Regions from separate parts of the Macaca mulatta genome. Here region 1 is linked to region 2. Evidence: chromatin contacts called from public Hi-C data. All regions are on one chromosome and are shown on one strand. Each heading gives the region's core, a stretch centred on a gene start, on an enhancer-like site or on the middle of the called end of the contact. The rest is flanking DNA. Distances are from core to core; before and after follow the strand shown. Region 1 has its middle 170 kb from the start of PRKCQ. Region 2 has its middle 130 kb from the start of PFKFB3.

Region 1 (4,396 bases), core at 624-3,123, 110 kb before region 2:
ACCATGTCTTAGGCACTGGGAATACAAAAATCAATTAGCATCATGCAGACCCTTTAGCTGTCTCCATTTCAGTAGGAGACATAAACACTGGATTGCAATACGTTGTGCTCAGACACGATAATAAGAGGTGCATAGATCAAAATGGTCTGACACAGCATATGAAACATCCATAAAACACCTTTCCACAGTTTCCTCAGGCCATGAGCACGGGCAGAAGCTTTGTTTCTGCGGTTACCAAAGGTCTCATCTGAGACCCACCAAAGTCAGCAGAAACCTGAGAGTGAGCCGGGAAGTCATGGTTCAGGGACACTGGTTCAGGGATAGCAGAGGGGAATGAAGACATGAATGCTGAGCTGGGCGCTGCAGGTGTTGGATGGTCAAACCAAGCTGCGTGGATCCTGATATAAAAAGAACATCAGAAGCACTTCTCTCCGTTCCAAGTAGAAGGGACCCTACTCCATAGCCTTGCCTTGCTCTGACTAAGACACTGGCAGCCAACTCCTTAGTGTTTATCACACTATGGTGTCCTTGAGAAGTGTGACTCCTGCCCCACCCCACCTCTGACTGTTCACCATCTGCACATTGCTGGAAACCAGGTGTTTTAGCACAGAGCTTCAGGCATGAGAGCCGGCACGAGAGCAACCAGCAGGGCTGGCCAGTGCCCAGTGCTATGCCTGGCTTCCTTGCCCTGCATGTTGATTGGCAGAGGAGATAAAACACAAAAAGAGCACCAGTGAAGGGATAGGATAGTAGAGCAAGGGAGAGAGGAAGGGAGGACAGGAAGCAGGGAGGAAAAGCAGCGGCCAGGTGGTCAGGAGATAGTGTGCAGACACTGAATTAAAAAGTGGTCCTAATTCCCTTCATGGAACTCTTTTTTTGTTTTGGTCCAGTTTTGAGACAGAGTCTCATTCTGCTGCCCACGCTGGAGTGCAGTGATACAATCTCAGCTCACTGCTACCTTTGCCTCCTGGGTTCAGGTGATTCTCCTGTCTCAGCCTCCCAAGTAGCTGGGACTACAGGTGCCCACCACCACACTTGGCTAATTTTTGTACTTTTAGTAGAGACGGGGTTTTGCCATGTTGGCCAGGCTGGTCTTGAACTCCTGACCTCAAGTGATCCACCAACTTCAGCCTCCCAAAGTGCTGGCATTTACGGGCATGAGCCACGGTGCCCAGCCCTTAATGGAACTCTTAAAGGCAACACAGTGCTTCACTTTATACAAGAAAGCTTGGAACAGAAGAAGTAGTTACTGCCACTCTTCTTTGAAATTGTTGAGTCCCCTTTGCTTCTTTGGGTACATGGAGAAGTTACCAAGGCAACCCGAGCAGGGGGATGCGGAGCCAGGCTTTTCTCTCTCTGTCCTTCAGGTTTGGTACAATGCTGCACACATGGTAGGTGTGAGGGAGGAAAGGGCAGAAGAAACAGACGAAGCTCAGCTATTTTTTTTTTTTTTTTGGCATTGAAATTGCACTCTTTTGGGGTTTCTTTAAATTATACTTTAAGTTCTGGGATACATGTCCAGAACATGCAGGTTTGTTACAGAGGTATACACATGCCATGGTGGTTTGCTGCACTCATCAACATTAGGTATTTCTCCTAATGTTTTCCCTCCTCTAGTCCCCAGTCTCCCGACAGGCCCCGGTGTGTGTTGTTCCCCTCCCTGTGTCCAGGCGTTCTCATTGTTCAACTCCCACTTATGAGTGAGAACATGCGGTGTTTTGTTTTCTGTTCTTGTGTTAGTTTGCTGAGAATGAAGGTTTGCGGCTTCTTTGCAGCATCTGTGTTCTTCCAATAGTTCCCAGCCACCCTAATTTGGACGTGAGTCACTAGAGGGTGGCAGAGGAACATGACAAAGCTGCAGTTTCCGTCCCTGCTGGGCAGGGCTGCCTCAGACCTGAGCTGAGGACTCAGGAACTTCATTGACCAGGCAGGATTAGAGATCGGAAGAATTCCAGGCTTCAGCCTTCCCTTTAATTCAAGATGTGTATCCTGCCTTTAATCAGAGGGTAACCTATGTATTTGTAGGAAATAATAAGAAAAAAGCTGCTTATTGCAGAGCCATGTAGAATTATCGGGTGGAAGTCAGAGAAAGAGACGGCGGGTCGACAGCTCCCAGCAGACAGTGTGACTCAGCAGGAAGGCCGGTGGGAATCCGAGCTTTGGGACCAGAGTGCCCTGGCTCGGCAATCCTCACCAAGTGGCTGATGCTCAGCATCCCAGTTGTTGTAAACAGTACTACACAAAGCATGAAAATGGATCAATATTTAAAAAAAAAAAAAAAAAAAACTCTCCTAAAATGGCAGGGAACCATACAGCTGTCAATCCAACTATCACTATTAACCATGTGTTCAAGTCATGAGGTTGTCTACTTAACTAGGTTCTTAAAGTTTGTTGACCTTAAATAAGGTGATACAGAAAATATGATGAAGTACAGGGTTTATCTGAGTACAGAGCTTGAGAATGGTCACCCGGAAAACACAGACCCCAAGAGGACAAGGTCCATGCTCTCAAGTGGGGAAGCCAAGGCTGTGCCTACATAGGAAGAGGTGGTTTTAGCAAGGTTGCAACGTTTTCCATGCAAGGCTAGCAGACATGTTACAGCGATTTGACGAGGGCGGCTTGCTCCATTCCATGGAAGACAACTTCAACATTCTGTGAGGACAAGAGTAATGCTCTGAGGGCTCACCACTCAGAGTGTCTTATTTCTGGTGCTACTCAGTCGTTCCTAATCATTTACGGGAAAAAGCAGAAGTTGCAACAGCATGCTCTGTGACTCAGCCCATCTAGCTGCATTTCTCTCAAGGTTCAGAATATTTTGAAGTTCCAACAGTTTTAAATTTGAATTATTTAATTTTGCAAGTTCTCTAGAAGACAGTAAGCTCTAAAAGGGAATGAACTACGGTCATTGCTCTTATATTCAATATCTTTTTTTTTTCTTTCTTCTGCTTTTTTGTAGAAGTGGGGTCTTTCTACGTTGCCCAGGCTGGATTTGAACTCCTGGGCTCAAGCATCGTCCCACCTCAGCCTGCCGAGCAGCCAGGACTGTAGGTGCATGCCACCTGGCAGATTTTTTTTTCTTTTTTTCAGTTTCTAAAATGAATGAGTAAAGATACTTACATGTAGCAAAACCATATAATTTACTAGCTAAAATGAGCCTTTTTTTTTTTTTAACTGAAAGGAAGCACTGTTAGCAATTACTCCAGGAAACAGGTTAAAAGCAGAGCTGTCCTGGGCCTGCCGAGACACGGAACGTGAGATTGCTCGATGGATCCAGCTTTCGCTGTGTGCTGAAATATGGTTCAGGGCACGCTGCTCGGGGCTGGGACTGCCCTGAGCATATGACAGTATTAAGTCATTTCACCCGCATAACAACACAGCGAGGCTGGTTCTGTGACTACTCATATTCTACAAATGTGTATCGACCACCTGCTGTCTTCCAAGTCTTCCAGAATCTTGGAATGCATCAAAACACAACAAGCAAGATGTCTGTCCTTTCAGAGGAGGAGATGAGGAAGACAGACAGTAAATCACAAACATAGCAAACAAGTAAATTACACAGTTTGCTAAAAGGTACTGGGGCTACAGATGAAAGAAGGGCAAAGCCAGGGGATTCAGTGTTGAATGAGGAAACTCAGGTAGAGAACACCACGTCAGCGGCCGACATCTCCAGCTGGCTAGTAACAGAGCCCCACTCTAACTCGGGCAATCTGGCCACGTTCCTGCTTTTCACCTGGATTCTTCTCTTTCAGCTCTGATGTGCATCAAACCGTGCAGCATATTCAAATTCATGTTCTCCGTCAGTGGCACAGAAGAACACATGAAACCTGGCAATACTTCCTTGAACTAAACTCAGTGTCCCCCCCCTCCCACCCCCGATTGACGCCAGACATTTGCCACCCTGGGGACTTGATCTGGGTGACCCTGGGTTCACAGGAGACGCTGGGCCCCTGGAACTGATTGTCAACCCAGTAGGCATGGAGGCCACGTCTCTGTTCTGCCTGGAGAACTTTTGGATCATGAGTTTGTGGAATCGGCCAGCCAAGCCCACCAGACAGGACTAAACAAATAACTCTAGGGGGAGAGGCCAGGCTTCCTGAAAGTCTAAATTGCTTGAACTAATGCTGGCATTTCAGCATTTTGAGCCATTCAAACCACATGATGTCAAACTTCCTCTCCCCTACCCCCATCTCCTCACCCTGTTCTCTTCTGCTTCTTGACCTTCCTCATCTTGTGACTCTGGCAAAACTCCAGGGTGGCTATTCAACTTGTCTCAAGATGCCCTGTGCCAAAAAATAAATAAAAAGAAGGAAAAAAAAGGGGGCAATTTCTGTCTCCAGGGCAAGGGCTGCTGGGCTCAGCCAGGTGGATGTTGCCAAGAGCCCAGCAATAGCTCCAG
Region 2 (4,190 bases), core at 894-3,393:
GAAAAGAAAAAGAAAAAGAAACCAGCCCCATGATCCAATCACCTTCTACCAGGCCCCACCTGCAGCATTGGGGATTACATTTCAACATGAAATCTGGGCGGGGGCACAGGTCCAAACCATATCACGTATGGTATGATTCCATTTATTCAACATTCTGAAATGACAAAATTATGGCGATGGAGAACAGGTTAGTGGCCGCCAGCAGGTAGGGAGGGGAAAGGAGGGAAGGGGACTTGAGGCTGTAAAGGGGTAGCATGAGGGATCCTCCTGGTGATGGAGCAAAATCAAGATGTATCTTGATTTGGGTGATGGTTGTAAGAATGCACACATGTGATAAACCTGCACAGAACTATACTCACACACACACACACACACACACAGACACACACACACACATATAAAACGGGAAATCTAGGTAGGTTCTGTGACCCAGTCTCAGTATCATGGTGGTGATACTGCACTGCAGCTGTGTAAGATGTCACATTGGGAGAAACGGAAGGAAGGGGACAAGGACCTTCCTGTCCACTTTCTGTTTGCATCATCCTTGAATCTATAATTATGTCAAATTTCTTAACGGAATTACTCTGCAAGTTTTTTCCTTTATTGGAGGTTATTTAACCCTACTTGCAGCTGCAACATCTCAGCTGTTGCCCAGAGAAAGCGAAGTTCATTGGTCCTTGGTCGACCCCAAATTGGAGTTATTGTAGCTGGTAGTTAGATAAAGCCAGCAATTAACCTGTAACCATCCTGTCTGCGGCTAAATGATAGTCTCCCACACAGAGATTTCTCTTTTGGGCATTTTTTGGTTTGTTTCTTGGGATTTTTTTTTTTTCTGAAGCATGGCCCTTTTGTTAAATAGCTCCATAAACACATTTTCCACTTTCATATATTTGCTAAATTACGATCTAAAATATTTTTATGACACGTACATATAAATAAACAACAACCCCTCCCATCCTATGCCCCACTTCTTTTTGAAGAATTATCCCGTTTGGTTACCCTATTTCTATAACATGCCACCCATGAACCTGATTCAAAGGCCAAAATCCCACAAAATAAAGGTAGCATTTGGCTGATAATCCACTCCAAGCAACCAAAGCCTTCTCTTGGGTCAGTAGAAGTTTTGGTCGTTTTTACCAAAAATCCTCTCATTCCCTGATAGACTCTGTCTTTTTTTTTTTTTTTTTTTTTTTTTTTTTTTTTTTTTGAGACGGAGTCTCGCTCTGCCGCCCAGGCTGGAATGCAGTGGCCGGATCTCAGCTCACTGCAAGCTCCGCCTCCCGGGTTTACGCCATTCTCCTGCCTCAGCCTCCCGAGTAGCTGGGACTACAGGCGCCACCACCTCGCCCGGCTAGTTTTTTGTATTTTTTTAGTAGAGACGGGGTTTCACCGTGTTAGCCAGGATGGTCTCCATCTCCTGACCTCGTGATCCGCCCGTCTCGGCCTCCCAAAGTGCTGGGATTACAGGCGTGAGCCACCGTGCCCGGCCTAGACTCTGTCTCTATGCAGGCTATCTGTCAAACACAAGGTGCCACGAATTGGGGGACATCTTTATTTCAAGCATGAAATATCAAGCACGTTTCAATGAATGAGATAACTCCAGCCTGAAGAAAGCCTGTCTCGGAATCACTGGGCTGCAGGGGGAGCATCACTCTCCAGATGGAGAAAGCATAACCCCTGCGTGTATTTGAAGAGCCATATACCCCTTAAGCCATTTAAAAAAAAAAAAAAAAAGATTCATTCTTGGTGATGTCATTGTCTCTATGAAAAATACAAAAATTAGCTGGGCGTGGTGGCACGTGCCTATAATCCCAGCTACTCGAGAGGCTGAGGCAGGAGAATCCCGGGAGACGGAAGTTGCAGTGAGCCAAGATCTTGCCACCGCACTCCAGCCTGGCTGACAGAGTGAGACTCCATCTCAAAAAAAAAAAAAAAAAAAAAAAAACCACAAGATCCGAACCAAGGTTTCCCTTTTGCACAATAAGAACGCGTGTGGGGAACAATTGTGTGGTTCTTTGCACTGGCCAGATGAGCTCATGAGAAAATTCCCAGCAAGAGCAGCGCCTGGGTGACGGTGGTGAGTCACCGGCAGAGGCCCGACTCCATCACGAGGCTGGTGACAGCGTTCCCGGCATGGAGAGTCAGCTACTTCCTGCCTGAGTCAGGCCAAGCCCTGAGGGCGGCTCCGCTGAGGGAACTGGCACCTTCTCCACACACCTCCTTCGCTGAATCACAGACAAGCTATGCAGAGAAATTTACCCGAGCTGCCGCAAGGCTCTGGACAGAGGACCAAGAAGGGAGCAGCTTCCAGAGGCCACATAGGTTTGTCACCATGGCAACAGAGAGGAGCGGCCGGGACCACCTGTCCCTGGCACAAGGCCCCCAAGTGCTGAAGGGTCACTGAGCCTTAAGCTAAGAGCAAGAGGCCTCAGCCTCATGGGACAATCCACCCACAGTCGCCTAACCACAGACCCCAGAAGTCCCCTAGTGGACACCACCCAGGCCAGGAACAGATCAAATTCAGGAATATGTAAACTTGGGTGGGAAAAAAAAATCTTTTCCTCCACTAACCAGGAACTGGTATTTAGCATTTTCATTATGAAGATAGTGACCACATGAGCAGCCTCTGTGTCGGTCACCAATAAAAATCATATGTTCGTGTCACGTGATGGTTGTTGCAGTTTTGTTTTTTTTTTTTTTTTTTTTTGAGACAGAGTCTGGCTCTGTCACCCAACCTGGAATGCAGTGGTATCAACACAGCTCACTTGCAACCTTGACCTCCGGGGCTCAAGGGATCCTCCCACCTCAGCCTCCAAATAGCTGGGACTATAGGCATACGCCACCACACCCAGCTAATTATTTTTAGATGGGGTCTTACTATGTTGCCCTGGCGAGTCTCAAACTCCTGGGCTTAAGCAATCCTGATACACTGGCCTCCCAAAGTGCTGGGGTTACAGGCATGAGCCACCACACCCAGCCTGTTGCAGATGTCTTGAAAAAGTATTTACCCTTCATCTCTATTGTGAAATTACAGTTGTTTTCAGACTTGCCACTATCAAATACACTATTAAAGTGGCACATATATGTCTACATCGTAAATGTTTATGTTTGGCATTTTGATATCAGTATTTCAACAGTTCTTTCCTTCGTAATCCAAAGTGTGTTTCTTTTTAATGTAAACATTATTCTAAGAAGGGGCTCAGGATCAACCCTGAAGGTTCAGAGGGGCTACAGCACATACAAAAAAAGCTTCAGGACACTGTATTAGTGTGCTGAGGATGTCGCAACAAAGTACTTCAGACGGGGGGACTTACACAACAGTTTTTTAATTTTTATTTTTAGAGATAGGATCTCGCTCTGTCACCTAGGCTGGAGTACAGTGGTGTAGTCATAGCCCACTGTAGCCTCGACCTCCTGGGCTCAAGCAGTCTTCTCCTTCAGCCTTTCAAGTAACTGGGACAACAGGTAAGTGCCACCTCCAGGCTCAGCTATTTTACTTTTTGTAGAGACAGGTCTCCCTATGCTGCCCGGGCTGGTCTCAGTCTCCTGGGCTCAAGTGATCCTCCTGCCTCGGCTTCCCGAAGTGCTGAGATGATGAGAATGAGCTGTTGCACCGGCCCACAGCAGAAATTTATTTTCTCCTGATTCTGGAAGCTGGGAGTCCAAGATCAAGATGTCGGCAGGGCTGGGTCCTTCCGAGGCTGTGGAAGGAGTTATCCAGGCGTCTGTCCTTGACCTGTAGTCAGCTGTCTTCACTCTCTCTTCTCATCACCTTCTCTCTGCACGTGCCTGTCTCCAAATTTCCCTTTTTATAAGGACATCAGCCATACTGGATTAAGGCCCATCCTAATGACCTCATTTTAACTTGATCGCCTCTGGAAAGACTTTTCTCCAAATAAGGTCACACCCTGAGGTGCTGGCGAGTAGGACTCTGATATTTTTGGCAGGGATGCAATTCAGGCCTTAATGTACTGCAGTCCAATCTCCATGCTTTCCTTAGAGGACCCTCAAGCCCAGAGTGACTGACGGAACTGTCAACAGAACACAGATTTCCCGGTACCTCACTCAAAGTGTGAAGAGCTTTATACACTGCAAAGGGTCAGGCAATTGTAGGCTGCATGGCGGTAGGGATCTCTTAAAGAGCAGGTGTTCTCGGGAAGGCAAAGCTTTTCACCCACGTGGCAAGCTCT

Evidence for each region. Hi-C and Micro-C count contacts between places; a contact is called where the count stands out from the background.
Region 1: a contact with region 2 is called in a Hi-C map of CD4 T cells, with 4 times the contacts expected there. The contact joins two enhancer-like sites. A contact is called at or near these places in 2 of 14 Hi-C or Micro-C datasets (CD4 T cells and blood).

What each region holds. Positions count from the first base shown.
Region 1 is chr9:7,962,403-7,966,798 of T2T-MMU8v2.0, reverse strand. No RefSeq gene overlaps it. Among named protein-coding and RNA genes, the nearest start is that of PRKCQ, 170 kb to the left of the region's middle. Within about 2 kb of position 1,873, at least 15 of the 40 cell types and tissues checked have an H3K27ac peak or open chromatin away from gene starts, as enhancers often do. A contact at or near this core is called in CD4 T cells, where this site is marked.
Region 2 is chr9:7,850,509-7,854,698 of T2T-MMU8v2.0, reverse strand. No RefSeq gene overlaps it. Among named protein-coding and RNA genes, the nearest start is that of PFKFB3, 130 kb to the right of the region's middle. Within about 2 kb of position 2,143, at least 34 of the 40 cell types and tissues checked have an H3K27ac peak or open chromatin away from gene starts, as enhancers often do. A contact at or near this core is called in CD4 T cells, where this site is marked.